7 separate regions of the Mus musculus genome follow, and regions 1, 2, 3, 4, 5 and 6 are each linked to region 7. Evidence: chromatin contacts called from public HiCAR-type and promoter capture Hi-C data. All regions are on one chromosome and are shown on one strand. The core of a region is the stretch at or near the end of the contact, and the rest is flanking DNA. Distances in the headings are between cores, read along the strand shown.

Region 1 (3,509 bases), core at 1,005-3,504, 1.6 Mb after region 7:
ATTCTGTAAAGTCTGAAGATGGCCTCAAAAATTTATCACTTGGGAGATTGGGAATACCAGTGAGACTGAACTGTAGGAAACTGTAAACCAATAAATATGTAATGGCACAGTGAGAAAGCCCCTGCTATTCAGATGATCCTGGAGCTATTTATGAGAGACAAAACCTCATTTCTTTGGATAGTCAACTTTTTGCTCTGGGTGGCTTCCTTCCTTGAATGTATACTCCTTAAAAAACTATTCTGACTTTTAATGCAACTGTGTATCTCTGTTCAACTTTTTGTTCTTGGACAGAAAAATGTGGGATCTTTGGGAAATCTACTTGTATTGACCTAGGTAGATAATTCATGTCAGGTATGATAATTCTGCTCATGAGAAAATGAAGGATTATGAAAATTCCTATAATCTTTCATGTTTGGGAGATTTACCAATACAGAAGAAAGAACAACACGTTTCAATGATAGGAGTAGACATTAAAAGATCCATATACTCATAAGGCATATGGATGTGACAATTAAATTAGGATGGCACCCTCATACCTTGCAAAGCAGAGTGGAAGGAGGGTTCAGTAAGGACTGTGCCTCCAGTGCTCTCGGGTCTAGTTTGAAAGATTTCAAAGCTGATTTAAGAGGAATATCTAGTTTTACACAGAGGTTATTGGCCCATGACCTTAAAAACATATCCCCATTATTAAAGACACAGACTTGATTTAATCTCTGTAAGGTTTCACATCTACCCCTAAGAGGACTAAAATTATGTTTGCTATTTATTTCTCTATAAAAAACCTGTAAGAATAATTGAAAGACAAAAATAGTCATTTCCAAACTCTTGGACATCTCTAATAGATCATTTTAAGGAACACAATTTCATTTCTACAAGCATGGAGTCCACTCCTCCCCCATCCCCATCCACCAACAAAAGCTTATATAGCTCAGCCTATCCTCAAACTCACTATGTTCCTGAGAATTATCTATACCTGACCTTCCTGCTTCAACCATCCTATGCAGTGCTGGAATTACAACAGTGCATTGCCACCAGCCCATTGTAGTCCCCAAGATCAAACCCAGGGTTTTTATATGCATCAAGCACTTCACCCAGTAAATATTCACATGCAGTTTTAATGTTTCTCTATGAATCTCCAGAAACTCAGAGTCTTTGAATTCTGTGGCGCTCTTCTTGAAGAGTGATTCTAAAACATTGCTTTGGGTCATCCACTCATTCACAGAGCAGAAGAAACTGTTCTTTTCCTTTCTAGAAGAGTAATGCAGATGTGGAAAACAATACAGCATGAGTATTTACTGTATTAGCATTTTATGGAAGTATTTGGTTAGATATTAGTGTGTGACTCTTCATTAGTACATGAAACCACCAAATCCTTTGACTAAGAACTGTCAGTGTGAGGTGGGGGTGCATGCATGATATTTTGAGGTACATATAACTATGATGTGCTAAGGATAATAGATTTTCTGTGCAATGTTTATTAACTAAAAAACATACATGCAAGAAATCCTGAGATTCAGTGAAAGCATAGTAAACATAAAGAGCAGCCCCTTTCCCCCATCCCTGTTCCCAGAGCTCCTGATGTCTATGTGTAATTCAAGCAGAAGGCCCACACCTTTGGGATGCATATCCTTTACATCTTCTAATCTTTCAGCGCTACAGTCCTGTAACATTTTGAGGTTTTACTTCCCCCTGGTCAGCCTGAATGCTAAAAAAAAAAAGTTCAGATTCTTAGGCATACGTACCTAAGTCAATAAAAAGTCTCAGAACAGGAAATAGTAAGTGTTCTTAAAATTGTACTTAAAACCTTGGATTCAGTGGTCCTAAACCTTCCTGATGCTGGGACCCTTTACTACAGCACCTCATGTTGTGGTTACCCTCACCCATAAAGTTATTTCACTGCTGCTTAACTGTAATTTTGATACTGTTATGAATTGTAATGTAAATATCTGAAATAATACGGGGGGTGTCCCGATTTATAGGTTCACGAGACTAATAACATTACTTTCTATTTGGTCTGATAAAAGACAAATTTCTTTTTTCACAATACATAAATTGTCACTCTTGAGGGCAATGTGTTGAATTTTCAACTGCTGGCTCTGCTCTTGTCTTAGGACCCGCCTTGTCTCCTCAGCCTTTTCATAGGATAAACGCCAGAAGGGCGGGAATTGACCATGGTTCACGCCCCCTTCCCTTCAGGTTTTCAAACAGGTCCGCATTGGTATTATAAAAGCCAGGAAGGCCGCTTGTTACAGTCACTGGCTAGTGAGCTTCCTTCCTAGTTTGCTAACATGTCTGGACGCGGGAAAGGCGGCAAGGGTCTTGGTAAGGGTGGTGCTAAGCGCCACCGCAAAGTTCTGCGCGACAACATCCAGGGCATCACCAAGCCCGCCATCCGCCGCCTGGCCCGGCGCGGAGGAGTGAAGCGCATCTCCGGCCTCATCTACGAGGAGACCCGTGGTGTGCTGAAGGTGTTCCTGGAGAACGTGATCCGCGACGCCGTCACCTACACGGAGCACGCCAAGCGCAAGACCGTCACCGCCATGGACGTTGTCTACGCGCTCAAGCGCCAGGGTCGCACCCTCTACGGATTCGGCGGCTAAACGTACTCATTTATTTTTCTTCACCCAAAAACCAAAGGCCCTTTTCAGGGCCACTACCTTCTCACTTAAAGGAGCTGCTCTTAGGTGGTTTTCTGGAATGGGGTGGGTGCTGGGACTGGCTCGATACATAGTATCTGTTTAGGCAGGTCCACCTGTCTATCTTCAGTATTGATAGCCTAAAAGCAGGCCTGTTGTCTCATTCTTTAATGCTGACATTCTCAGGAGAGGGCTGAGGGTCAGTCAAGATCCTTTTTTCCAAGTCCCTTAAGGTATAGATGCTATCCTGTCTCAAAACCAAACCCTCTAATCAATCCAGGCCTTGGAAACCTAGGAACACTGAATTATGTTCAAGTTTTCTAACCTGGAGCTTTCTACAATTTCTTCCCCTCCCTCCTTTCATTCTTTCCATGTATTCTGTGTAATAGCCCTGGCCTGGAACTTACTCTATACACCAGGCTCACAGATATCTTCCTACCTCTGCCTCCCACGTACTGGGATTAAAATCGTGGTCCACCACACCCAGCTTTCTCTAACTTCCTAATCTGTAAAATAAGCACCAGAGATTGACGTGTAAATCTTCTATCTATTCCTCAAGGAAAACTTCATATGGTCCAGGACTTCATTAACTTTCGTCAGCATTATCAGTTGTTCCCAAAGAGTCACCAGAGAAGAAACATCAGTGTCTGCTAAGAACTTAAAAAATTTTTTTTATTTGTGTTTATATATTTCTTACCTTTATATACACTTTAGGGACTAAACTCAGGCCACCAGGCACACGGAGCACATGCTTTAGCTGTCCCTCCAGCCCTTCCCTCCAAGAATTAAAAAAAAAAAAAAAAAAGACCCAGACCTTGTAGTCAATAAAAACTTGGGTAAATATCTTCAGTATTTAGCTTCAGACCCTGGGAC
Region 2 (3,993 bases), core at 131-2,630, 1.7 Mb after region 7:
GATTGGGTTAGTTTTAGTGTTTCGTCACGAACAGGAACGTAAACGACACTTGAAGGTCTACTGTCTCATTGGCTGTCTTGTCACTTCGCTTTCACCAATCGGGACGTACGAATTAAACTGCACAAATCTGCTATAGCTAACCTATTTAAGCACGATCGCTATCAAACATGGGGGAACACAGAAAAAAAAGTACTCTAGTTGGGTTTGTATGCTTGATTTCAGCAGTCAGAACTGAGATGAGATGCGGGTGGGGTTGTCAGGACATCGATCCTGCTCTTTACGCACTGAATCGCTCAATGCTTAAGATTCTATCTCTAAATCATTCTGCTATCTCCCTTAAAAGTTATCGACGTGGCAGCCGGGAGTAAACTACTTCATTCCCATGGTCTCTAAGGGTCACTTGTGGGATATGAACTTACCCACCACCACCACACATACAGGAGATTATGTACAGACCTTCAGATAGCTAAGCTAGAGTTAACACCATTGCGCACACCCACATATCCCCAGCCTCCTCTGCTAAGCTCAGCCCACTAAGGTTTGTTCCCACCCTAACCACACCCCCTGTGAATGTGCAACAGCTCTTTTACTGAGAGTTGTGGGTGGCTCTGAAAAGAGCCTTTGGGTTGTTGGGCTTCTAAGCAGTTGGCCAAAGAAAATTTACTTTTTCTTGGCTGCGGTTTTCTTTGGCTTAGCTGCCTTAGGCTTGGAGGTTTTTGGTTTGGCCGCTTTAGGCTTTACCGTTTTCGCCTTGGCAGGGCTCTTGGGCGCCTTCTTAGCCTTAGTTGCCTTTGCCTTCTTCGGGCTCTTAGCTTTTTTGGCTCCTGCAGCTGCAGCTGGCTTCTTCGCTTTCTTTGGAGTCTTCTTGGTGCTCTTCTTGGCGGTGGCTGTCCCCGCAGCCTTCTTGGGCTTCTTGGCTGCGCCCGCAGGCTTCTTCGCCTTGGCCGCGCCTGCCCTTTTTGCTTTGGGCTTAGCCTCACCGGAAGCCGCCTTCTTGTTGAGTTTGAAGGAGCCGGAGGCGCCGGTGCCCTTGGTCTGCACCAGGGTACCCTTGCTCACCAGGCTCTTCAGGCCGAGCTTGATGCGGCTGTTGTTCTTCTCCACATCGTACCCCGCGGCCGCCAGCGCCTTCTTGAGCGCAGCCAGGGACACGCCGCTGCGCTCCTTGGAGGCGGCCACAGCCTTGGTGATGAGTTCGGACACCGGGGGTCCGGAGGTTTTGCGCTTCGCGCCACCTGCGGCCTTGCGGGCCTTCTTCTTGACGGGTGTCTTCTCGGCGGGGGCCGGTGCGGCGGGCGCAGCAGGCGCGGTCTCGGACATGGCGAAGCGTGTGAGGAGAGAGAACTCGAGCCGGAAGCAGAGGGACTGGCCAGGACTCGGGCCGCGGCGCTGCGCCCGCCCGTTTATATAGGGCGGAGCTGCGCCGTGATTGGTGCGCTGTCCAGCCCGCCTCGCTGGCAGCCGCGGAGTGTCCTCTCAGATGCGGAGTTGTGTTTGTTACACCTCAAAAAAAGCCAAAAATGTCAAAATTCCCTACATCGAATTGCCCGATTTTTAAAAAATAATGTTCCCCGAAGTCTCGGGCTTCATGCACATCTCAAAAAGTGAGCAAAGCATTAAGCCTTCTGCCAAAAACTTGCAATATTTCCTGCGGTGTTCAGCAAATTTCAACTCAGAGAAACAAAACTTTCTATTTTCTTCGTAAATTATAAACTGATCTTGGACTGTACAGTTTTCTGACCCATCAAAGACGATTCTCCAAGTGGTTAGCTTCTTGTGTAGCCCAAAACCTTGCCTTTGGCATTATGATTTTTATTACAAATCTGCACTTAAGTGAAGGAAGTAACACAGGCTCCTCCGAGAGTCCTGCCTATTGAGCAGAGGGCATTTGAGTTCATCAAACTGGTTTAGTTCAATGCTTAACAGATTATTTACCATTTTGAGTTAAATTCTTCTCTCATAGGCCATGAGTCTATATATCTATGGTTTTATTTCTGCCGCTTCTCCTAAGTTTTAAAATAATTTCTTAGTATAATTCTTTTCTTTCTGTTCCCATGGGTTGGGGGCGGGGCTGTTGCTTTTCTATTTCTCTGGACAAACTACTCCTTTGGGTTGAGGTACCTCAAATTCAGAGTACTGGGGTCGGGGGAGAGTACAAAACATACTTATGGTGCAGACATAAAAATGACTAATTTCCAAGAAACATATAAATGCTGTTTTCAACGTCTTTGGAAATGAAGGTGGGATTTACTTTGAGGAATTTCTCTTGGGTCTTGCATAGTTCTTCTGACATGTTTTAGGACTAAATTGTAATGTGGTATATTAAAACTAGATAACTGAGCCATTGATCAAGAGAAACACACATGAGAAATATAGCTCAGAACATCTCTACTGCCTTCGTTACAGAATCCTAGCCCCGTTACTGAACAGCTGTTCTCCATATATGGCTACTCCTTATGGAAACATGGGAATAATGTTTCGTGGATCTCCTCAGGGTAAATGAGGGGTTAAGATTTAATCTTAGAATCATATTTGAGAAGACATTCAAACAGATTCAAAGACATGCCTTGAAGGTGTTAAATGGGTTGTTTTATTTATGTAGCTGTTCAACCAAGGTAACGACTAGGAGATCAATGATAATCCAGTGTCAGTAATTATTTCTGGGATGTTTGGTTGGAATTATATTCAGAAATTACAAGACTCCCACTACAGAGACAAGATACATTGTTATATTATAAAATAGTATATTATACAATAGTATAAGATACAATGTTTACAATAGTGTAAGATACAATGTTATGTTATACAATAGTATAATGTGATGGCTTTTGTTTTGTGATACAATTGTCTCTAACATCACATTATCAATTCTACTATCCTAAACCTCCACACACAAAAGCAATGCAAACAGAGGAACTCAGCAGTTCAACACAGTGTCCATGAGGCATTTTTAAGATCTTGTGGTATTATCTTTAATGATGAATTTTATATAAAAGTGATTCATATTATCAGTATTTCTATGCTATAATGTATATTTTCACCTTCATGTATTAACAAATGCAAACTTTGGTATTCATTAAAACTCTGAGCCAGAGCAGAGAAACTGTATGGGTGTTTGATATTGAAAAGTGGGGATTTAACCCCTTTTTGTTAATAACAAAAAAAAAAAAACTTCCTGCAAATGGTAGAACACATTAGTATTTGCTCTCCAATATCTTTTTTTTGGTTTCTTGTTTCTCATTGAGTTCAAGATGGGGGCAGGGATTAAACTCCCTGAATTTCGAGACAATTCGAGTCCTCTATGCTTTCCCCTTAAACTGCTTGCTTGGCAGAGAAGGCAATGAACCTTGCCTATCATTAAATCAGGTACTTTTTTTTTTTTTAAATAATGAGATAGGAACAATATAAAAAAAACTTTATTATTTTACATTAATCTGCTAGGCAAGTAAGCAATAGCAAAATTACACATGTATATGTGAATCTTCATTCTTGTATTTTAACTACAAATTACAAACTCTTCTACAGATGATTCTGACTAGTGAATCTCCATATGTCTAAAAATAGGAGTGTTAGAGTTTCTCATAACATGCTGTTACCCAGACATATCTGAGAGCCACTGCTCTCTAACTCTAACTGGGATGAAATGAGGCAAACGTACCCCTTGTCATGTGAGTATTTCTGTGGAAATACAGGCTTGCCTGTTCTAGTTTGCTTTCCTTTGTTATAATAAACTCCATGGCCAAAAGCAGCTTGGGGAGGAAAGGGCTGACTTCAGCTTACAGGTTATAGTCTATCATCCAGGGAAGCCAAGAAGAAAACCAAGGCAGGAGCTTGACCATAAACCAATTGAGGAAAGCTATTTAATGGGTTGGTCCTTGGCTCATTGTTATATATATATATTATATAATTCAGTCCTACTTGCCTATGAATGGTACTGACTACAACACACTGGGTCCTCCTATATCAGTTAGAAATCTAGAAAATGGCTCACAA
Region 3 (3,499 bases), core at 135-2,634, 1.9 Mb after region 7:
GCAGGGAGCCTTCTTAAACAATTCAAAGGTTTCAGGAAATCCCTGAAATTTATCAGACACATTAGGCCCCATCCAGTCTAAGTATAAATATATAGAGACAAGCTAAGCAGCCTAAAAGAGGCTCAGGGAAGCTTAGGTATCTGTGTAGTACTCTCCAGGTTTCTGAATTCTCTGCGCTGTCACCCATCCTGGGCTTGGCTTTTGGAGTTGCAGCTCTTATAAGCAACCCCTAACCTCTACTCCTTGTAGGTAACCGAAATAAAACTCAGGGGTTTTCCATGTTGTATTTTGATGGTATCCTTACTTTGGCCAATCACGTGTTCCCAATCTGAGTGAACAGCTTTTTGTTCATGTCTCCCCCAGAAAATGTCACACAATAGATGGCTCAGTGGTTTAAAGGGCATTCTGTTCTGGAGTACTGAGGTTAGTTTCCTGAACCTTCTCAAGAGAGGAGTCACAGGTACCTGTAACTCCAGTTCCAGGGTTTGGGGGGCTCCTTAGGTACCCACATGCATGCCATACAATCACACAAACAGACACATAAATAAAAATAAGAAAACTAATATAGTTTGGATTTTTTAAATAATAATAATAAAAAGAAAATGAGTAGGGACCAGTAAGACTGGCTAAGGAGCTGGGCAGTATAGGCTCTTTGGGGGACCATGATGATAGGACTGGGGTCAGAGGCTCAGCTGGTGCTGAAACGCAGAGAAGGCAGGTCTTCACCTTGTTTTAAGAAGGCCAAGAGACTAACTAGAAAGATCTATCACCAGCCACATTCCAAAACCTAAAAGCCACAAAACAAACCCAAGAGTCAGGAGTCAAGCAAAACCACATCAGGAGGACCCAGAGAAAATGGAGGTCGGGAACAGGGGAATTCTCAGTCACAGTTCACATCTGTTCACTGTGGACACCAGAGGACGGAAGGCAGTCTAGCTGATTGACTGGATCCCTCTGCAGGACCATCTCGTTCAGGCATATAGATGTTAGCAGATAGACGTCATTTCATTCGTCCCATCAATCTCTGGGCATTGCGCCCATTTCAACCCTGTTTCTTCATGTAGAAGCCAGTTCTAGCAGGCGGGGTGCTTTGTCTGCAGACGAAGAAAGCTCTAGGAGCAAAGGTGGGGATGACTTCAGAGATTCAGGCTAAGGAGCCCCACTGCTGCTTGCATTCCACACCTCTTTCCACTTTCAGCGAAGTGGCTTGTTGACTGAATGTCTGTGTGCATAGTTCAAAGCAGAAAAACATAGTGACACCGTTGAGATACTCACTAGGTCGGTGAGAACTTGAAAGTGAAGTTAAAAATTAAGCAGCCACGCCAAATGCAGATTCTCTGTCCCAAGAGCACAGGGTCAAACCTGGCGGTGTTTGTTCCCACGTGACTCATTACGTTTCTCTGCAAAGAGAGGAAGATACAGGAACACCTTTTTTCAAGGTAGCTTTCTAGTCTAGAGCTTTAAATACTACTTTAATGGTGATGGTAAGTGTTTTTCTTCTTGTAAATAGGATGTTAATTATGAAGCTATCAGAGATGCCTTCAAGGGAGGAAGTAATGTTAAGAGAACTCAAAAACACACCAACTGCTGTGTGAGGACCTCCATTGGGAATGGTGTCTGGCTCTGGAGAAGAGGCTTTCTTACAAAATAACAATCCAATCAAGACTCTAAGGTTTGCGAGGCCACTGGTGTCAAGGGCCACTGTGGATCGTGGTCACTAGCCGGAGGAGTATCACACTATCGGTGAGTATTGGCTGTGGTATGTAGATGTGTACAACTGGCTTTGGATGAAACACTGAACCAGAACAGACAAGGTTGAGCTTCGTGAATGGGCTTAATGAGTCTTTTCCAGTTTCAATATACTCGATCTTGCCTCTCAAGATGAGGAGACTGGCAGAAGCCAGATTAAGATGAAAATCAAGACAACTGACTATTTCTGGAAGGCTTTCTGCCTTTGTACAGTTAAGAGGAGACCATGGTAGGTGCCTGTAATGACTGGTAGCCATAGAGGACAGGATTTAGTGAGGATGGGTTTCTCTCTTGTCCTAGCGGAATTGCAGAAAGCTACACCTGTGCAATTGGCTTTTTGGCATAACTCTGTCAAGAATTTTCCCCTTGGGGTCTTTAAACATTTTTTTAGACTGTGATTTAACTTATAAATACATTGGTTGAGGGACCTCTCAGTTCCTCAGAAAAGTAGAGAGGTAATGAGTTGCCTAGCACTCAAGGGATATTTTTACCCTCATGTTCTTTTCAGTCTGTGGCGAGATGAGCGCTTTCTCGTCCAAGGCAGAACACACTTTAAAATAGAAGTTTAAAACAGAACATTTTATTAAAATATTTTTATTTGCTCTGTGCCTGCATTTGCTCATGAATCTGAGAAGTTCTAACATGGAGTGAGTGGGGGCATGGTGGCTGTCACTGCTGCTGTTAATGGCAGTGACATTTGACAATGTAGAACTCCTTGGAGGAGCGCACCTCGGACTTCTCCTCATGCAAACAGTCCCATGAAGTAATATTGTCCTCTCTTTTCCTCTGAAACAATTAAGGCGCTAAGAGTTTATGAAACTTGCTATGGTTTGTACAGAGTGGAAATTGAGACTCTGAACTTCTGGCTCCTGATATTTGAACAATATGCAACATTTGCTTTGTTTAAATCAGGAGGCTGGGCTGGCAAAATTATGCAAGATAAGCAGGTTGTTAGGGGAAATCAAAGAGTATTAGAAACATTATTGCATAAAGTAATGAGTTCTAGACTAAGAATAGAATGAAGCCCCTTATGCAACTCTGTCTGTATCACCATTCCCCTCAAATAAAACCTATTCCGTGTGCCTTATGCCTAAGCATAATGTCTGTGTTCCCTTTTTCTCCAATACAATCTATATTGTCCCAACCCTTTTTTAAATATAAATTAAGTTCGACTTAATCTGTACTGTGTGAGGCTATACCTGAGCTGTGTTTCTAGGTCTGCTTCCCTGAATGGGAAGGTCTTTGAAATTTTCCATGGTCTTGATGGTTTACAGTTACAATGAGTGTACTGTCTTCAGTGACTCTAATGGCTTGTGATTTCATGAGCCCTGGTGGCTGTTTTGAAACATGGTTTTCATTATCTCATTATGGAAAGACTAAAGTTTGGAATGGCCAATTTTTATACTTAGGAAAAGGAGAAGCCATCAACAACAAAACAATGGAAGGCTATTTAAGACAGAATTCAAATACTTGAACACAGTAGAAGCTGTGTGACTCCCCTGCCCCCTCACACACACTTTCACACCCCTACACCGCTCTCTGCCCAGTGGTGGTGGAATGTAACTCAGAGGCAAAGTGATTGGGACACATCTTTTCTTTAATATTCAAATCAAAGTCCAACTTATACGTTTATCATTAAATTTCCTGGGGGAATAAATGATTAAAACTTAGAATATTTCAAAATGAAGCTAGCTATTGTATATATAAACACCCAAGAATATCTCAAAACTTAGATGTCTAATAGTTATTT
Region 4 (3,820 bases), core at 626-3,125, 1.8 Mb after region 7:
GGATTGAAAGTCAAGGGTCAGTAGAAACGTCTCAAACAAGAGTAGCAAGGCAACTTACAAGCTGCTTAAGGACAAACACGTGACTTTGAGCACAAATGCCAGCCCTCCCCTCTCACCCCTAAACAGTATGTCTCTCATAAACAACCCTGGGAGTTCATTCCCCAAAGGAAATTCTTGAAGAGAAAGAAGTAACCTCTCATAAAATGTAATTAATTATTGACCTGCTTTATTAAAATTTAAACATGAAACATGGTTGAAGTTCAAGTGCAAGTTCAAAACTCATCACACACACACACACACACACACACACACACACACACACCTGCAGTGCTAGATTTGAACGTAGACTCAACTCATGCTAGACAGGCACTTTACTACCAAGACTCAGGACCAGTGTTTTCTGCACCATTTTTATTTGGAGACAGTATCTTATGAAGTTTACTTACTCTACCGTCCAGGCTTGGTTTGAGCTTGGATCATCGATCAAGTAGCTAGGGTTACAGTTTGGCGCACCAGGTCTAGCCAATTAAATGTTAAGACAGAAGCACAAACCTTTTACTGAGACACAGGCACCTACCCACTCTCATTTTTCTCCTTAATAAACAACTTTTCTTCATATTGCTTGAACTTCTCTGTAGCATAAATTGAGATCCCTGCCTCACAAGTGTAGGAATCTCCAGAAAGAACTTCGGCTGTGTGGTTACTGCATTGAGCCATATGTTCGGCGACATAATCACACTACACCCTGTCTTAGCATTCCCCATAATGGACTGGCTTTTATGCCTCCCTTCTACTTGAGTATCATGTTCCCTCTTTTTTTTTTTTTTTTTCTCTTCTTCTTTTGACATGTTATCATTTCCTAGCCCAAGGTGACCTCAAAACTCACAGCAATCCTCCCTCCCTAAGGAGGGAATTACCAGCAAGTTGCCACCATGCCCAGCGGTGAGCACATTTATTTCCAGACATGTTCCATGGATAAAGCCCCGGAAAGAACATTTCTCTAACACATCTGCAGAGACATCTACTAGACTAGCTATGTTAAGAGATTGGAAACTGTGATTCCAGCTTTCTAATGTTATAATTAAGGGTTCGGCACCGTGTCTGCTCCTCTAGAGGGAGATAAGACATAGGAAGTGGGCTATGGATGGTGTTCAGTTGGAAAGGAGTAGCAAACTTCTTCGACAATAGCCCTGAGACTGGCTGATTTGACCACGTAGGTGCCATGGGTAAGATGTTTATAACCGCATCCGAAGCCCTTCTCTTGAGATTCAGGCGGGGGAATAGCGAGCCTCTCACATGCTCTGTGGAGTGTTTATTAGGTCATGCTCCCTTCAAGCAGGCCTCACCTTGGAGTTTTGGGATAATTCTAGGAACACCGTCTAATTCCACAGTGAGACAGTCAAGACATCTGTGTTACTTCCATCACGTATATAAATAATTTCAGTGAGAATTAGGGCCTGCATAATTGATTTTCTTCACTAAATAGAAGCCACATATGTAGAAGACCCCTCCCAAGATGTTGGATACATTTTCTACTAAAAGTTACTTTTGAGTTAGCAAAGAAAAGAGAAAGTTTTCTTCTTCCTTTTGAATTTGATTGAAAATCAAGGACTTTTCCCACTAGTTCTGGCATGCAGGTACATTTGTCAACAAAGGGTAAAAAGTCGCGTGGAATCTAAGTCCCCGTGGGTCACCTGGTGTCATAACCTGAGCAATTCTGCAGTGAGCAGATATGCAAGATTCTACTTTTGGGGGGAAAAGAAACACAAATGCCCCTCCTCCGGGGGCGGGGGAGGCACCTGGGGATGCACCAATCACAGCGCGCCCTGCTCTATATAAGCGCCCCCCCCCCCCGCACGCCCCCACTACCCCATCACTGTTGGCTCTCCTTTAGTTTTCACTTGGTGTAGTTCTTGTCCAGCTCTTGACCATGTCGGAAACGGCTCCTGCGGCCTCAAGTACCCTTGTTCCAGCTCCTGTGGAGGAGAAACCTTCATCTAAAAGGCGAGGGAAAAAGCCTGGCCTGGCCCCTGCTCGCAAACCTCGGGGTTTCTCAGTTTCCAAGCTGATTCCTGAGGCCCTTTCCACATCGCAGGAACGGGCAGGAATGTCCCTTGCTGCCCTGAAGAAAGCCCTGGCTGCGGCTGGTTACGACGTGGAGAAGAACAACAGCCGTATCAAGCTGGCCCTCAAGAGACTTGTGAATAAAGGAGTCCTGGTGCAGACCAAGGGCACTGGCGCCTCAGGCTCCTTCAAGCTCAGTAAGAAGGCGGCTTCTGGGAACGACAAGGGCAAGGGCAAGAAATCTGCTTCTGCCAAGGCTAAGAAGATGGGCTTGCCCCGGGCCTCGAGATCTCCCAAGAGTAGCAAGACCAAGGCTGTCAAGAAGCCAAAGGCTACGCCCACAAAAGCTTCTGGGAGCGGAAGGAAGACCAAAGGGGCCAAGGGCGTGCAGCAACGTAAAAGCCCCGCCAAAGCCAGGGCAGCAAACCCCAATTCTGGGAAGGCAAAAATGGTCATGCAGAAGACCGATCTGAGGAAGGCAGCAGGGAGGAAGTGAGTTTCAAAGCCAGTTTTCAAAAACCCAAAGGCTCTTTTAAGAGCCACTTACATACTTCTTAAAATGGCCAAACACTTTGAACCAAAGTTAAGGTGGGCAGTTACTTCAGGTCGACCTGTCGTTGAAACCCTAGAGTAGAATCCTAGGGTCCCTATGTGTAGAATATTTCCAAATTTGGTTGTGTATTTGTGGCTTTACGCCAGAATAAAGGTCACCATTGAAACACACAATGTCTTTTATTCTAGAATAAAAGTCACCATTGAAATACACAATGGATGTATTTCATTCTAGAAACACCCTCATATCAAAGGAGATAGAGATAACGCCAGTAGGAGCTTCCACTCTGAAAAAATACTGAACTTACTCTTTCAAACAGCAGTAACTGGCATCCAGGCTTTCAAAGGACCACTATGAACCCAGATATTCAGTGCTTAAGCTAGAGGTTATATTTATTTTTCTTGAGTTGTATTTTTAGGATTTCCTCAGTGATGGATAAAAAAATAAAGCAAGCAGTTAGCAAAAAAACAGAACAACAACAACAACAACAACAACAACAAAACCCTAAAGTTTTTGCAGTTGTGCGATGTGTCAACAAAGATCTAATTTTGTTCTACTTTTAGAAAATAGTTCAATACTATTGATCTAACAGTTATTTTTGAAATGTTTTATGTATTTTATGAGAATAGCATGTAGGCTTCAGGAGAATGACAAAAACCATATTAAAAATTAAGGACTTCTTTATGAAAATGTTAGGGTTTGAGTTCAATGCCCCAACATAACAAAAAAAAGCACTGGGGAAGTCTGGGCTGAAGAACATAAACAAAACAAACAAAAAACAAAAATAACTCATCTTTTAAAGTGATCAAGTTTTATGGAGTGCCACAAATATTAAATTCACATTAAACTATTTTAGGCATTGGTATGAGGAATGACAAAAGATCATAGTAAGGTGGCTTGAGAGATTGTTCAGTCAAGAACACTTAATGCTTTAAAAGAAGTTTGTATATCAGAATACACAACAGCTGGCTCACAACAGCTTCTGACTCCAACTTCCTGGAAATAACGCCGCCCTCTTGTGGCAGATGGCAAACATGGCACACCCACAAGAATTTAAATTATCAAGCCACTGCACAACTAAACTGTATATAAACATACCATTAGGTGGTCCCTAATATAGATTATGTGTACTTAGGCCTTATTAATGGTATACAATTAATAACAGCTAAGCGTCTTCAGTTTCTGTAGTAATCAGCCTTTGCC
Region 5 (3,615 bases), core at 388-2,887, 1.5 Mb after region 7:
ATCAGCTCTTCAAAGTTATCTTCAGCTTTATAGCAAGTTCAAGCCCAGCCATGAACAAAAACAAAATAGTCACCCTGAGCATAAAGTATAGATCCAATGCTCAGAGAGACTTGTTCTTCAGTACAATGCCTGAGTGTGGCACAGACCCAGGATTCCAACCACAGCCTGTGCATGCTAGGCAAGCACTCTACCGAGTGAGCCACATTCCTAGCCCCCTTGTTTTGTTTCCTGAGATAGCATCTTATTATGTACCCCTGGCAGACCTTGAATTCCTGGCAGTCTTGTCTCAGCCTCTTAAGTTTATAGGTGTGTACCTCCACACCTGGCAAGGCATTTATATTAATATTTGATTATGTGGTGTTAAACAAAATATATCATTCAAATCTACGTCATCTATTTTTAACTCCTTTGAATGTTGCCACTTGGACATTTACAGATCTCCTTTGATGCTCTAGCTATATTTCTGTAGGACAAAATTGGGATAAATCCAGTGTCCTCATTCAGAAAGATGAGCCAACACAGCTGCAGTCCCTATTCCTGTCTCTGTCTATCAGGAGAACTGTGGCCATTGCTTTCTGAAAAACTGAGAGGAGCAAGAAGCCTACAACTGTACCTGAGACCAGCACAAACAGGCTGAGGACCAAGAAGAAGAGAAGGGAGGCTATCGGGCAAGAACGCAGGGAAGTTGTAGGCTCCATAGGTCTTCAGGACAGAGTCACCTAGGTCACGTGTGGACAGAAAACCTAGAAGTACAGAGGATAAATCACCCACGGTTCTCATGTACATGACACCTTTTTGTCCCTATGCTGGTCTCATGAGCACTCAGACTTCTGCCTTAGATGGACTCTTGCCCTATGGAACTGGTTATACCTTAATAGTTGGATTCACCAAACATTCTATTAAACAAACAACATAAGCACCAGGCAGGCAGTTTTCTGTTGTCTTAGGCTCAGTTGTCTTTCCAGAGTCCAGTTTCTTCAGCTGTCATTTGATATTCCTCCCCCTCCCTCCTCCTCTTTCTTTCTTCTTGGGCTTTCCTCCTCCTCCTCCTCCCCCACTCCCTCCTCTTCCTCCTCCTTCCCTTGTTCTCTCTCTCCAGCCCCTTCCCTCTTCCTCAACCTCCGGGTCTTTCTCCTACTTCTCTACCCAGTTCTTCCTCCTCTTTCCTCCTTCCCTCGTCCCAAGCCTTCTTTCCTTCCTCCTCCCCTCCCCCCTCGCCTTCCCTGTACTCCCTCCTCCTGGTGAACCTCAGGTAAAACTAGGTAGGTGAGACTACCCCCCCCCCCCCAGGTATTCTTTCCAGAGTCAAAGATCTGGCTTTTCCCTCCCAGCAGCCTGTGTTGTGACACCCTACCCCCACCCCCTATTCCTACAGCCCCTGCTAGGACTCAGAGCGCTCCCCATCCCCTCCCCTACCTTCTAGAATTAACTGCGTTTTCTTTTCTTCTCTGACCCTCAAATGCTGATTATCTTGCCTTTTCTCTACTCTCCAACTTGTCGCTGAGCACAGTCGCCACCAGAGAACAAACTGCTACAGTAGAGAGGAAAGAATTTTCTGTTCTCCATTACTTGCAAAGTGCTGGGACTCGCGACAGCAGACCTCGGAGGACCCATTCCGCGTGCAAGTCTCACAATTTCCACTAAGCAGTTCAGAGCCCGGGATTGGCCTGCCTTAAGTCATCAGCCAATAGTATTCCTATGTCTAGCAGTCACTTGTTACTAGGTAGCATACACAGAAACAATCCTTTCTCCCTCCTGTCTTCCTTTCCCTTGTGCCCCTTTCTTCCCTTCCCTCTTATTGCTTCCCTTTCATGCGCTCCTTTCTTCCCTTCTTCTTCCCACTTGAGAGGTCCTAGAGTTGGGCTTGGTGTCCAGAGGCCTCATCCCTGTGTGTTGAAGTGTGTGTGAAGAAGGGAGTAAGGGAGCCAGATGCAATCCGGGTGTGCTGACTCACACCTTTAATCCCAGCACTCAAACTCTTGGATTAACTCTTTTGGGACAGGGTCTTACTAGCCATGGCTGATGTCAAACTCACAGGCCTGTCTCTACCTCTGCATGCTGGAATTAAAGGCATGGAATTAAAGTCACGCCTAGCTTGATTAACTCTTAAGGGAGTAGACAGTGCTAAGACTTTGTTCTTTAGTTTTAAAAAGTCTCCCATGGGCTGGAGCTATACTCAGTGGTTAAAACTACTTAGTGCTTTTCCAGAGGCCAGTTCAAGGCCAGCCTGGTCTACAGAGTGAGTTCCAGGACTGCCAGGGCTACACAGAGAAACTCTATCTCAAAATCCGAAAAAGGAAAAGGTGTTGGTGGAGAGCAAGACTCAGACTGAGCAGTAGAAATGGGTTACACTTGCTATGATCTCAGTAACGACCTCACTCCCTTCAGACCATGTATTGGTCTGCTGTCTCAATTCTGTTTCTTCTCCCTTGGAGTAGACTACCCTTGGCTGGTTTTTCAGCAGTCTGTCACGATCTATGAGGATTCTTTTGATTGTCTTCAGAGACCTAAGAGTCATCAAGAGGCAAAACTCTTTTCAGTTAGAAGCAGCCAGATCAAGTTGATGCCTATTTCCTAAATGGTTGTAAGGTATCTAGTGTGGTCACAGCAAGCTTAGAGGTCACTGAATCTCCCTGTCTCATAAACAACAGCTCTTAAAAACAGGAATTAAAACAGGACTTTGATGACTGTTTTTTAAAAAGGGCATTTGAATGGTGTCTCTGGCCCTTGTTGAACCTGACATTTTGAACTTCTAGAAGGATCATGTATGTTTGAGCAGAGGCTTTCTTTTTAAATGATCTTATTTTATGTATTTTATATGTGTGAGTATGTGCCACATGTGTGAGGTTGTCTTGGCGGGGGGGGGGGGGGGGCAGAAAAGGACATGAAATCCCCTGCAACTCAGTTGCACTCAATGCTGTGGGTGCTGGGAGTAAAACCCCCGGGCCTCTGGAAAAGCACTAAGTAGTTTTAACCACTGAGTATAGCTCCAGCCCATGGGAGACTTTTTAAAACTAAAGAACAAAGTCTTAGCACTGTCTACTCCCTTAAGAGTTAATCAAGCTAGGCGTGACTTTAATTCCATGCCTTTAATTCCAGCATGCAGAGGTAGAGACAGGCCTGTGAGTTTGACATCAGCCATGGCTAGTAAGACCCTGTCCCAAAAGAGCTAATCCAAGAATGCCTGGCTATCATCTGGACAGGAAAACCTGCCTCAGGAAAGCTGTCTGTTGAGGAGACTTTAAGAAATAGTATAAAAGCTGCTTTAAAAAGTAAATTGGTATAAAGGCCATCTCTTCATTCCTGAGAGTATTTTCTTCCATAATGGTCTGTCTGCTATCATCTCCCCAGTACTCCTACTTAACCTTTTATAAACTCCATTTTTCTTCTACATTATACTTCCTATATACATCTGAATTCTTTTGGAGAAATCACAAAGCTCAGGGGAGCTAGAAAGTATGCAGAGTGAGTCCCTAGCAACAGAGAGACAGCTCACTAGAAGAGTACGTGCCTAGTGTCTCTGAGTCTATTGCTTTAATCTCCAGTATTGCAACAAAAACTTCCATATATTTGGCTGGCAAGATGACTCATTAAGGTTTCTGTCGCTAAGCCTGA
Region 6 (3,597 bases), core at 1,060-3,559, 1.8 Mb after region 7:
CTTTTAGGCTGGCCCTGGACTGAAGAAATGGTGTTTTCTCCTTGAACATAGATCTTTCATCTATGTTGTCTCCAGTCACCAAGACAGCAACGCCTTTCAGTGCAAACTCTTCAGGACCTCCTTGGCCTCATATATTCCAGGTTCTCCTGGGTCAGTGACGGGGCAGGGTCTCCTTTTCCCCAGTCTCTATTTTCCAGGTAGTTTAAGGATAATTCAACCACGATAAAGAATAATTTGGCATGCTTATACTGTCTTTGATATTGGTGGAGCTAAAAGAAAGCCTGCCATAGAACCTAAAATTATGTACCTAATCCGTTATGAGAAGCCCACCAAGGATGACCATTCAGAAACAGTTTGTAGCTGATTGAAATGATTTATTCCTTGTATTGAGGATCACATCCTGGTATCTCACTCTGCTGCTAGAGGGAGAATTTTTTTCTGTTGTTGTTGTTGTTTGTTTGTAACAAGCAGTTTAAAAGAAGCTACATTAGCTAGGGAATCTTGAACTCTGGTTCATAAAACAGTTGGGTAATATTCTATAAGATTCTACGTCAAGATCAAGAAGTAGTTAAACCTGAAATGGCCTTACCAGGAATACAAGATGGAGGAAGTGCCACACTGACTTTCCTTGTCATAAAAACACAATTCTAAACCCTGAAAACAGGACAGTAGCTTAACAACTCAGAAACACTCCTACTCTATATTTCAGAGTTTCTAAAACTACAAAGACCTTGATGAAAACAACAAGAAAATCAGTCAGTTACTTATTTCCATTTAAGTAAAAACTGGAAAAGAAAGTAAAAAAAAGTTCTTAACTATTAATCATGAAAACCAGAGTTTAAATCCCAGAATCTACGTGGTTTTTATTTTTTAAAGAACGATATGAAAAAGGACTGGATGCGAAAAATAAAATGCAGGCCTTTATGCAAATGAGGAGCTCAAATTCTGGCTTTCTATTGGGTACGATATATTAACCAATGGGAGAAACACAAACAGAATACCTCCAGTTAGTATAAATGCTTGCTGTTCAGTTGCAGAATTTACTATATATTCTTTTCCTTTCTCTGCTTTGCCTTTACTGATACTTAAACGCATACATGTCTGGACGCGGAAAGCAGGGTGGCAAGGCCCGCGCTAAGGCCAAGACCCGCTCCTCCCGGGCCGGCCTGCAGTTCCCCGTAGGCCGCGTGCATCGGCTGCTCCGCAAGGGCAACTACTCGGAGCGCGTGGGCGCCGGCGCCCCGGTGTACCTGGCGGCCGTGCTGGAGTACCTGACGGCCGAGATCCTGGAGCTGGCGGGCAACGCGGCCCGCGACAACAAGAAGACGCGCATCATCCCGCGCCACCTGCAGCTGGCCATCCGCAACGACGAGGAGCTCAACAAGCTGCTGGGCCGCGTGACCATCGCGCAGGGCGGCGTCCTGCCCAACATCCAGGCCGTGCTGCTGCCCAAGAAGACCGAGAGCCACCACAAGGCCAAGGGGAAGTAATCTGGCGATTGTCTGTACTGCCCAGTTGAAAGTTAACCAAAACAAAGGCTCTTTTCAGAGCCACCCACATCTTTCCATAAAATGAGCTGCCACCTCGTGAAACGTTCTTCCACTACAGTTTTTATACTACATATGAAAAAGTTACGAAGTAGCTTTCAATCTTAGTAAATTGATTTTAATACTGTTAGTCCCTGCGATAAATCTTACGACCTTCCTTAGTTTGAGTCAAAAGTGTGTAAGAGATGAAACCTTTAGAACATACTATATAAATTTTTAGTAGAAATTTGGCACCCAGGTTTGTCATTCACGTCACGATTGTCTAGAGCATAATGGTAGTAAGGGCTAAGGGCCATTAAATCCCACTTCCATAGTTTCGGCAGTATTTTAACTAACATGATCTGCCTGTGTGTATCGGTTTGCAAATATTTGATTTTAGAATTGATAAACTACATTTATTTAAACTAGGTCTTGCAAAGCTCACAAAACCTACTTTAAATTTCTATGTTCACTTGTTTGATTACCTGAATTGAGTTTTCAAAGCTTGAGACAATTTGATGTATGTATGTAAGTAAAATTATGTAAAACTTTCTTATGTAAAATTTCTGTTCACAGGAGTTATATACACTACAGTGTAAAATTAAAGTGATAGCAAAGATGGAGGGGAAGAGAGGCGGAGAGTGTGCATGTTCTGAAAGCTTTTTAACCAGGATTTAGAAGCAGAGGCTGACCAATCCCAACAAAGCGCGGGCCCTTTGAATGTTCTTCGGTCCAATAGCGGATAGTCTGATTGTATAAAAGGTGGACAGCGCCTTGCAGCTCACTATAGTGTCAGTCTATTTTCCCTTGTTAAAGTCATGGCTCGTACTAAGCAGACCGCTCGCAAGTCCACCGGCGGCAAGGCCCCGCGCAAGCAGCTGGCCACCAAGGCCGCCCGCAAGAGCGCCCCGGCCACCGGCGGCGTGAAGAAGCCTCACCGCTACCGTCCCGGCACCGTGGCGCTGCGCGAGATCCGGCGCTACCAGAAGTCGACCGAGCTGCTGATCCGCAAGCTGCCGTTCCAGCGCCTGGTGCGCGAGATCGCGCAGGACTTCAAGACCGACCTGCGCTTCCAGAGCTCGGCCGTCATGGCTCTGCAGGAGGCGAGCGAGGCCTACCTTGTGGGTCTGTTTGAGGACACCAACCTGTGCGCCATCCACGCCAAGCGTGTCACCATCATGCCCAAGGACATCCAGCTCGCCCGCCGCATTCGTGGGGAGAGGGCTTAAACGAAACAAAGTGCAAACTGGAACCCAAAGGCTCTTTTCAGAGCCACCCACAGTTTCTGTAAAAGCAGCTGTTACTTTTCTACTGTCTTGGAAACTTTGTTTTTCAAAGATTTATCTAGTTACAAAGTATACTGTTGCTTTCTTCAGTAGGCATCAGTTCTCACTTCAGTTGTTGCTGGTATTTGAGCTCATGTCCTGGAAACTGCCTTTAAATTAAACAGTAATTTACATATTACAATAAGTGGCCAAAAGTAATGGACTGTCAGGCTTTATGTCATAAGCATTGCCTGTCTTGATTCCTTTTTGGTCTGTTCTTGGGTTTTGTCTTTTTTTGTTTTTGTTTTCGTGCTATATATTTGTGCTCTCTTGTGTAATTTCCACTACAGGTCATATCCAGGTGTCTTTTGTTCACATATTTCTGGTTCCAACACTTGTCTGTCCTGAAGCTTGTGCAATGTTTACTGTTTTTGCTGTTACTCATTGAAATCTAGTACAAAACTTAAAAAATTTTGTTTTCTATGTTTTAATAGATGCTGAAAAGTAGTATTTCAAGTTAAATACAATTTACATTATGCTGGGATATTTCAAGCAATCGTCAGAAATTTTTAGTTTTTGTAAATTTTTTCACTATATTTCTGAACTTTAAACTACAGAGGCCTCTCTACACAACCTCTCACTCCAGACATTGGCTCCCATCCCTTTCCCACTACTTTCTTACATGTAACACTGCCTATATCGGGAATGTGAATAGACAACAAACTACCAAGATTTAACTTGTGGGTGATTCGTGTGGATATATTTTCCAGGGATAATAATAGCAAATACAACAATGACATTAAAAC
Region 7 (3,959 bases), core at 865-3,364:
GCAAGTGTTTTTTTGTACCTGGTCTTTGCTACTTTGCTACTTGTGGACTCTTCTTTTTCCCACCCTTTATTCCCTTGGTTTCATCCCCTATCACTGGATAGGAGAGAAAGAAGGAAAGAGAGGGGGGGGGAAGGGGAAGGGAGAAGGAGAGGGGGAGGGGGAGAGGGAGAGATCTGAATCTATTTTTTTTCTTATTTCTTCTTGAGCATGACTAACAAACTACAACCAATCTGAATGACCACCAACCACCAACCCCACCTCTCAGTGCCCTAGCGTTTGAAAGGTTCCTAAAATCCCAAACGTCACATAGTTGCAGAAACAATCTGCAGCTGGCAAAACCATGCCTCTGCTAGAGCATGAGGTAAATCATAATCAACTGCTTTGGACAGTCTGAAGCAGCCTCGTAATCCCACACCTGGGATTAAAACTAGAACACATTCTTATATTTCTTAAAAAAAAAAAAAAAAAAAAAAACAAAAAAACAACCAAAATTCCAAAATTGTCATTACAGTTTTCAAATATCTCCCAGTCTGGATTTTTCAGTGTAGTAAACAGACATGTGGTTGACTGTCCTAACCATGAGAATATATGAAAGATGACTGTAGCTGTTTCCCATGCACCTCACTTCCATCTGAGTCATCACTAGAATCTAATGTCTATATAGCATCCATTTTTTAAAGGCATTTGAGACTTTTTAAAAAATAATTTATTTATTATATGTAAGTACATTGTAGCTGTCTTTAGACACCAGAAAAGGGCCTCATATGTTACTACAGATGGTTGTGAGCCACCATGTGGTTGCTGGGATTTGAACTCAGGACCTCCTGAAAAGCTGTTAGTGCTCTTACCCGCTGAGCTATCTCACCATCCCCAGCATCCATCTTTTAAGAATAATTTAGTTTAAATGCTATAACTCAGTAATTCTTCTAGCTTCTACTCATAATCAAATTTCAAAGTCACTTTCATGTGTCCAGGCATTTATTTCAACAGAGCCCCATTCCCAGAACCAAAACCTGTGAGGTGCTCCTAGCCAGCAAACAGAAAAGCTAGTGTTAGAAGTCTGGTCCTAAGCATGCAGTCTTCTATAAATTCTAGTTCCAAGGGCTCCTACATCCTTTTCTGGACACCAAAGCATGTCCCTTCACATATGCCCACAAACAGACACATAAAATCAATTAAAAAAAAAAAACTAAACATGATTGCTGTTTGCATTCTCTTTTTTATCGAATGTCTTGTTGCAACCATTTCTCTAAATATCATCCCCTTTCCTTAAAGTTTTCATGTGTAGCATTATCATTTCCAGGTCTGGTGCTCTCAGCTAAGGAGGGGAGCCACTTTAGCCCTTCTGTCAAATAACTGGGGAGGAACAGAAGCCCTTAGATGAGTGGGCCACATCTTTGAAACATAAAAACCTATTTGTTGCAATCTTCTGTGTTCGTCTAGAGCACTAATGGATATGCTTTAAGTGCTAGGCAAGGAAACGTGCAGTATGTAAAATACTGTACCATCACCTTCTCCCGGCTTCTTTAGTATTTAAAAAAAAAATGAGAGTCGTTTTTCGAAGACATGAAAACGAAAAAATATTTTCAAAACGACAAATACCATATAAATGAGAATGCAGACCAACCAGGTAATAAAAGTAGGGTTGAACGATGAAATGTACGCTTGCATTTTGAAATTCTCTGTGAGGGGAGGTCAGATCCTTAGGAGGTGGAGAAGGTGGATCAGGATTTCAAGGCCAGCCACATGTATATAGCAAGTTCGAGACCAGCCTGAGGGGCATGGTACTGCCCCCAACATCTCCGCCCAAAACCCTGAGGGTGTGTGAATATTGGTTACAAACGCTATATATGGCCACCTCTGCTCACAATCCAAATCACTGGACACAAACGGTAGGCAGGTTCAACCTCCCGAGCCACCAGGAGGGACTGCAGCATTTGTGGAAACCTGGGAAAAGTAATTCAGAAACACTGCGCGTTGCATTCTGGGAATTGTGGTCCTTTGTGTTCCCCGGTGAGGCGCTCCTGTGTGTTGCGGGGAGGGGGAAACCAAGGGAAAGGGTCTACGCGACCGGAAGTGACCGCTAAGCCGACTGTGGGCGTGGAAAGGGGTGGGCGTTTGGCTCGTCCCACGGCGTAAACTCACAGCCTGAGTTTTGATGACCATCCCAGGTCATCTGGATCCAGGATCCTTGGAGTGCGTCACAAGACTGGAGTCCAGGTATCACCATGGCAACCACCAGCGCCTTGGGTGTGTGACGTCACCTTGCGGGCTCGCGTAGTGCGGCATGCGCGGGAGGAAGCCGGGGAGTCAGGGAAGGGGGCGCGCCTCCCCTCGGCGTTGCCGGGGACCGCGGGTTCCCCAAGGCTTTGTTCCTTTGTTCTGGGCCGGGCCAGCAAAATGCGGAGCAGCCCGCCTTTCTGGTGTGCCCCGCAACAGGTGTGTCTGGCCGCCTGGGAAAGTGGGAGATCGCAGACCCTGTGGAGGGCGGGTGGCCAAGACTAGGTGGGCGCCCAGAGTCTCTACTGCAGCGAGGCAGAGCTGTTCGCTCCCTATTCACTTTTTGTTTCTTGTAGCAATCCAAACTTCCCCTGTGCACGTCCGATCTTGGACAGGACCTCTTGGCTACTCTGTACGAGTCTGAGGTGCGACTGTAAGACGCGTGCTGCAGAGTGTATCCTGTGCCTGGTAGGCCAGTCTCGTAGAGCATAAGACACCTACTCTGGAAGGAGAGCGGGACATCCAAGTCCCAAACTGAAGCTGCCCAGGTATCCACGTGTCCAAGTTCTAGCGGAAGACGTAGAGCTCCTGGGATGGCAGGTAATGGCAATGGCCAGGGCAGAGAGGACTGGTGTATGGCGAACTGAGAGGTGGGAGGAAGAAGTAATGTGGCCAGGGGTAAAGAAACCTAATTACATCATCGAAAGAGGCTTGAAAGAATTAATTCTGAGTTCTGGACATCAGAATTTGAAAAGGAACAACAGTTCAGAATATCTGATCCTCTTGACATTTCTCTTTTATTACATTTCCGAATAGAAAACTTTAGTCAGAAAAAAAAAGGTGTTTTAACTTATTGCAAAGATTAGTTTTGAAATATCTTGCAGAAAGCAATTTTTTCAAGCTTGTTCTGGTGCAAGTGTGTGTGTGGACTTAAACTCACCATTTGGGTGCAAATGTTTCCTTGTTTTTTAGTTCCTTTTACTAACAGTGCCTAGTCCTGTAACCTGTGTGTAGATCTTAAAAGCACCAGATACTGTCAGTAATTTTACAATGATGCCGTTACCTGTGAATTCAGCTGTTAGAACTCCTAAGTTCCCTGTCAAGCAGCCTAAGTCTCATTTCCTATGATAGGTCCATATAAGATCGCTAGACTTCTTTGAGTAGTCTTTTCCTAGTTAGCATATTTCTTACATTGCAATGCCTAAAACTAAACAGTTCTTTAAATGTCCTTTTAAAAATACCTAAGAGTATGATCTATTACTATCTTTCCCTTATCACATTTTTGTTAATTTTTTTAAAAAGATTTTGTTTTATGTGTATAAGTGTGTGCTTGCATGTCTTTACTTTCGTTAGGTATGGGAGAGTGTCACTGAATAAACTCACTGGGACCCACAAGGTTTTGCGTCCTTAGTGCTGGGATTAAAGGCATGCACTATTATACCCTACTGTTTACTCATGCTTTATGTGAAGCAGAGAGGACTCAGCAAGAGTGCCTTGCTTCATCAATGAGGACTTCACATTTCTCTGTATGAACCATGTGAAGTGTCAAGAGACAAAGATGAATATTAAGGCAGAGTTTGGTTTTTGTTGTTTGTGTGTTTGTTTGTTTGTTTGTTTGTTTCTGCTGAGCCTTCTCAGGATGGTACAGAGGCCTCAGTTGAACCTTTTAGGGGGTTGGGGGATTCTGACATATAAAGGAAGGGGAGACATAGTTGTTATTTCCAGGAAGAAAAGTAAAA

What was found. Promoter capture Hi-C pulls out the DNA fragments that hold promoters and counts their contacts. HiCAR-type assays count read pairs that join an accessible place to other places. Capture Hi-C pulls out chosen DNA fragments and counts their contacts.
Region 1: a promoter capture Hi-C map of adipose tissue shows a contact between it and region 7, with 8 times the contacts expected there. The contact joins the promoter of H4c4 here to the promoter of Zfp184 in region 7. A contact is called at or near these places in 9 of 39 promoter capture datasets (the HPC-7 cell line, cranial neural crest, embryonic stem cells and 6 more), 8 of 484 Hi-C or Micro-C datasets (CD4 T cells, liver, pre-B cells and 3 more), 16 of 115 datasets of contacts at active chromatin or transcription factors (astrocytes, a beta-TC-6 cell line, double positive thymocytes and 10 more) and 3 of 9 other capture datasets (adipose tissue, liver and macrophages).
Region 2: a HiCAR-type map of astrocytes shows a contact between it and region 7, with 6 times the contacts expected there. The contact joins the promoter of H1f4 here to the promoter of Zfp184 in region 7. A contact is called at or near these places in 4 of 39 promoter capture datasets (cranial neural crest, embryonic stem cells, liver and 1 more), 3 of 484 Hi-C or Micro-C datasets (CD4 T cells and uterus), 5 of 115 datasets of contacts at active chromatin or transcription factors (astrocytes, embryonic forebrain, memory CD8 T cells and 2 more) and 3 of 9 other capture datasets (adipose tissue, liver and macrophages).
Region 3: a promoter capture Hi-C map of hippocampal neurons shows a contact between it and region 7, with 3 times the contacts expected there. The contact joins the promoter of Slc17a2 here to the promoter of Zfp184 in region 7. A contact is called at or near these places in 1 of 39 promoter capture datasets (hippocampal neurons) and 2 of 9 other capture datasets (adipose tissue and liver).
Region 4: a promoter capture Hi-C map of pre-B cells shows a contact between it and region 7, with 7 times the contacts expected there. The contact joins the promoter of H1f6 here to the promoter of Zfp184 in region 7. A contact is called at or near these places in 8 of 39 promoter capture datasets (the 3T3-L1 cell line, cranial neural crest, hippocampal neurons and 4 more), 5 of 484 Hi-C or Micro-C datasets (CD4 T cells, cardiomyocytes, frontal cortex and 2 more), 8 of 115 datasets of contacts at active chromatin or transcription factors (astrocytes, double positive thymocytes, embryonic forebrain and 5 more) and 3 of 9 other capture datasets (liver, macrophages and pancreatic islet).
Region 5: a contact with region 7 is called in a promoter capture Hi-C map of hematopoietic stem and progenitor cells. The contact joins the promoter of Btn2a2 here to the promoter of Zfp184 in region 7. A contact is called at or near these places in 16 of 39 promoter capture datasets (3T3-L1-derived adipocytes, the C10 cell line, the HPC-7 cell line and 10 more), 1 of 484 Hi-C or Micro-C datasets (embryonic stem cells), 9 of 115 datasets of contacts at active chromatin or transcription factors (double positive thymocytes, embryonic forebrain, embryonic midbrain and 3 more) and 2 of 9 other capture datasets (adipose tissue and liver).
Region 6: a contact with region 7 is called in a promoter capture Hi-C map of pre-B cells, with 7 times the contacts expected there. The contact joins the promoter of H3c2 here to the promoter of Zfp184 in region 7. A contact is called at or near these places in 12 of 39 promoter capture datasets (the 3T3-L1 cell line, the SN4741 cell line, cranial neural crest and 8 more), 8 of 484 Hi-C or Micro-C datasets (CD4 T cells, cortical neurons, muscle stem cells and 3 more), 9 of 115 datasets of contacts at active chromatin or transcription factors (cardiomyocytes, double positive thymocytes, embryonic hindbrain and 6 more) and 3 of 9 other capture datasets (adipose tissue, liver and macrophages).

The regions. Positions count from the first base shown.
Region 1 is chr13:23,579,314-23,582,822 of GRCm38.p6, forward strand. It overlaps H4c4 (H4 clustered histone 4), which reads left to right and starts at 2,255. Exons shown (of 1, transcript NM_175654.3): 1 at 2,255-2,656. The coding sequence starts at 2,289. The coding sequence ends at 2,600.
Region 2 is chr13:23,621,178-23,625,170 of GRCm38.p6, forward strand. It overlaps H1f4 (H1.4 linker histone, cluster member), which reads right to left and starts at 1,381. Exons shown (of 1, transcript NM_015787.4): 1 at 600-1,381. The coding sequence starts at 1,320. The coding sequence ends at 661.
Region 3 is chr13:23,805,609-23,809,107 of GRCm38.p6, forward strand. Slc17a2 (solute carrier family 17 (sodium phosphate), member 2) reads left to right here and starts at 1,385. Exons shown (of 12, transcript NM_001377113.1): 1 at 1,385-1,743.
Region 4 is chr13:23,693,936-23,697,755 of GRCm38.p6, forward strand. H1f6 (H1.6 linker histone, cluster member) reads left to right here and starts at 1,876. Exons shown (of 1, transcript NM_010377.3): 1 at 1,876-2,610. The coding sequence starts at 1,931. The coding sequence ends at 2,560.
Region 5 is chr13:23,487,220-23,490,834 of GRCm38.p6, forward strand. It overlaps Btn2a2 (butyrophilin, subfamily 2, member A2), which reads right to left and starts at 1,638. Exons shown (of 8, transcript NM_175938.3): 1 at 1,417-1,638; 2 at 614-743. The coding sequence starts at 698.
Region 6 is chr13:23,750,036-23,753,632 of GRCm38.p6, forward strand. It overlaps H3c2 (H3 clustered histone 2), which reads left to right and starts at 2,310. Exons shown (of 1, transcript NM_178203.3): 1 at 2,310-2,805. The coding sequence starts at 2,345. The coding sequence ends at 2,755. H2ac4 (H2A clustered histone 4) reads left to right here and starts at 1,053. Exons shown (of 1, transcript NM_175660.3): 1 at 1,053-1,557. The coding sequence starts at 1,098. The coding sequence ends at 1,490.
Region 7 is chr13:21,942,980-21,946,938 of GRCm38.p6, forward strand. Zfp184 (zinc finger protein 184 (Kruppel-like)) reads left to right here and starts at 2,115. Exons shown (of 6, transcript NM_183014.1): 1 at 2,115-2,220; 2 at 2,577-2,820. The coding sequence starts at 2,814.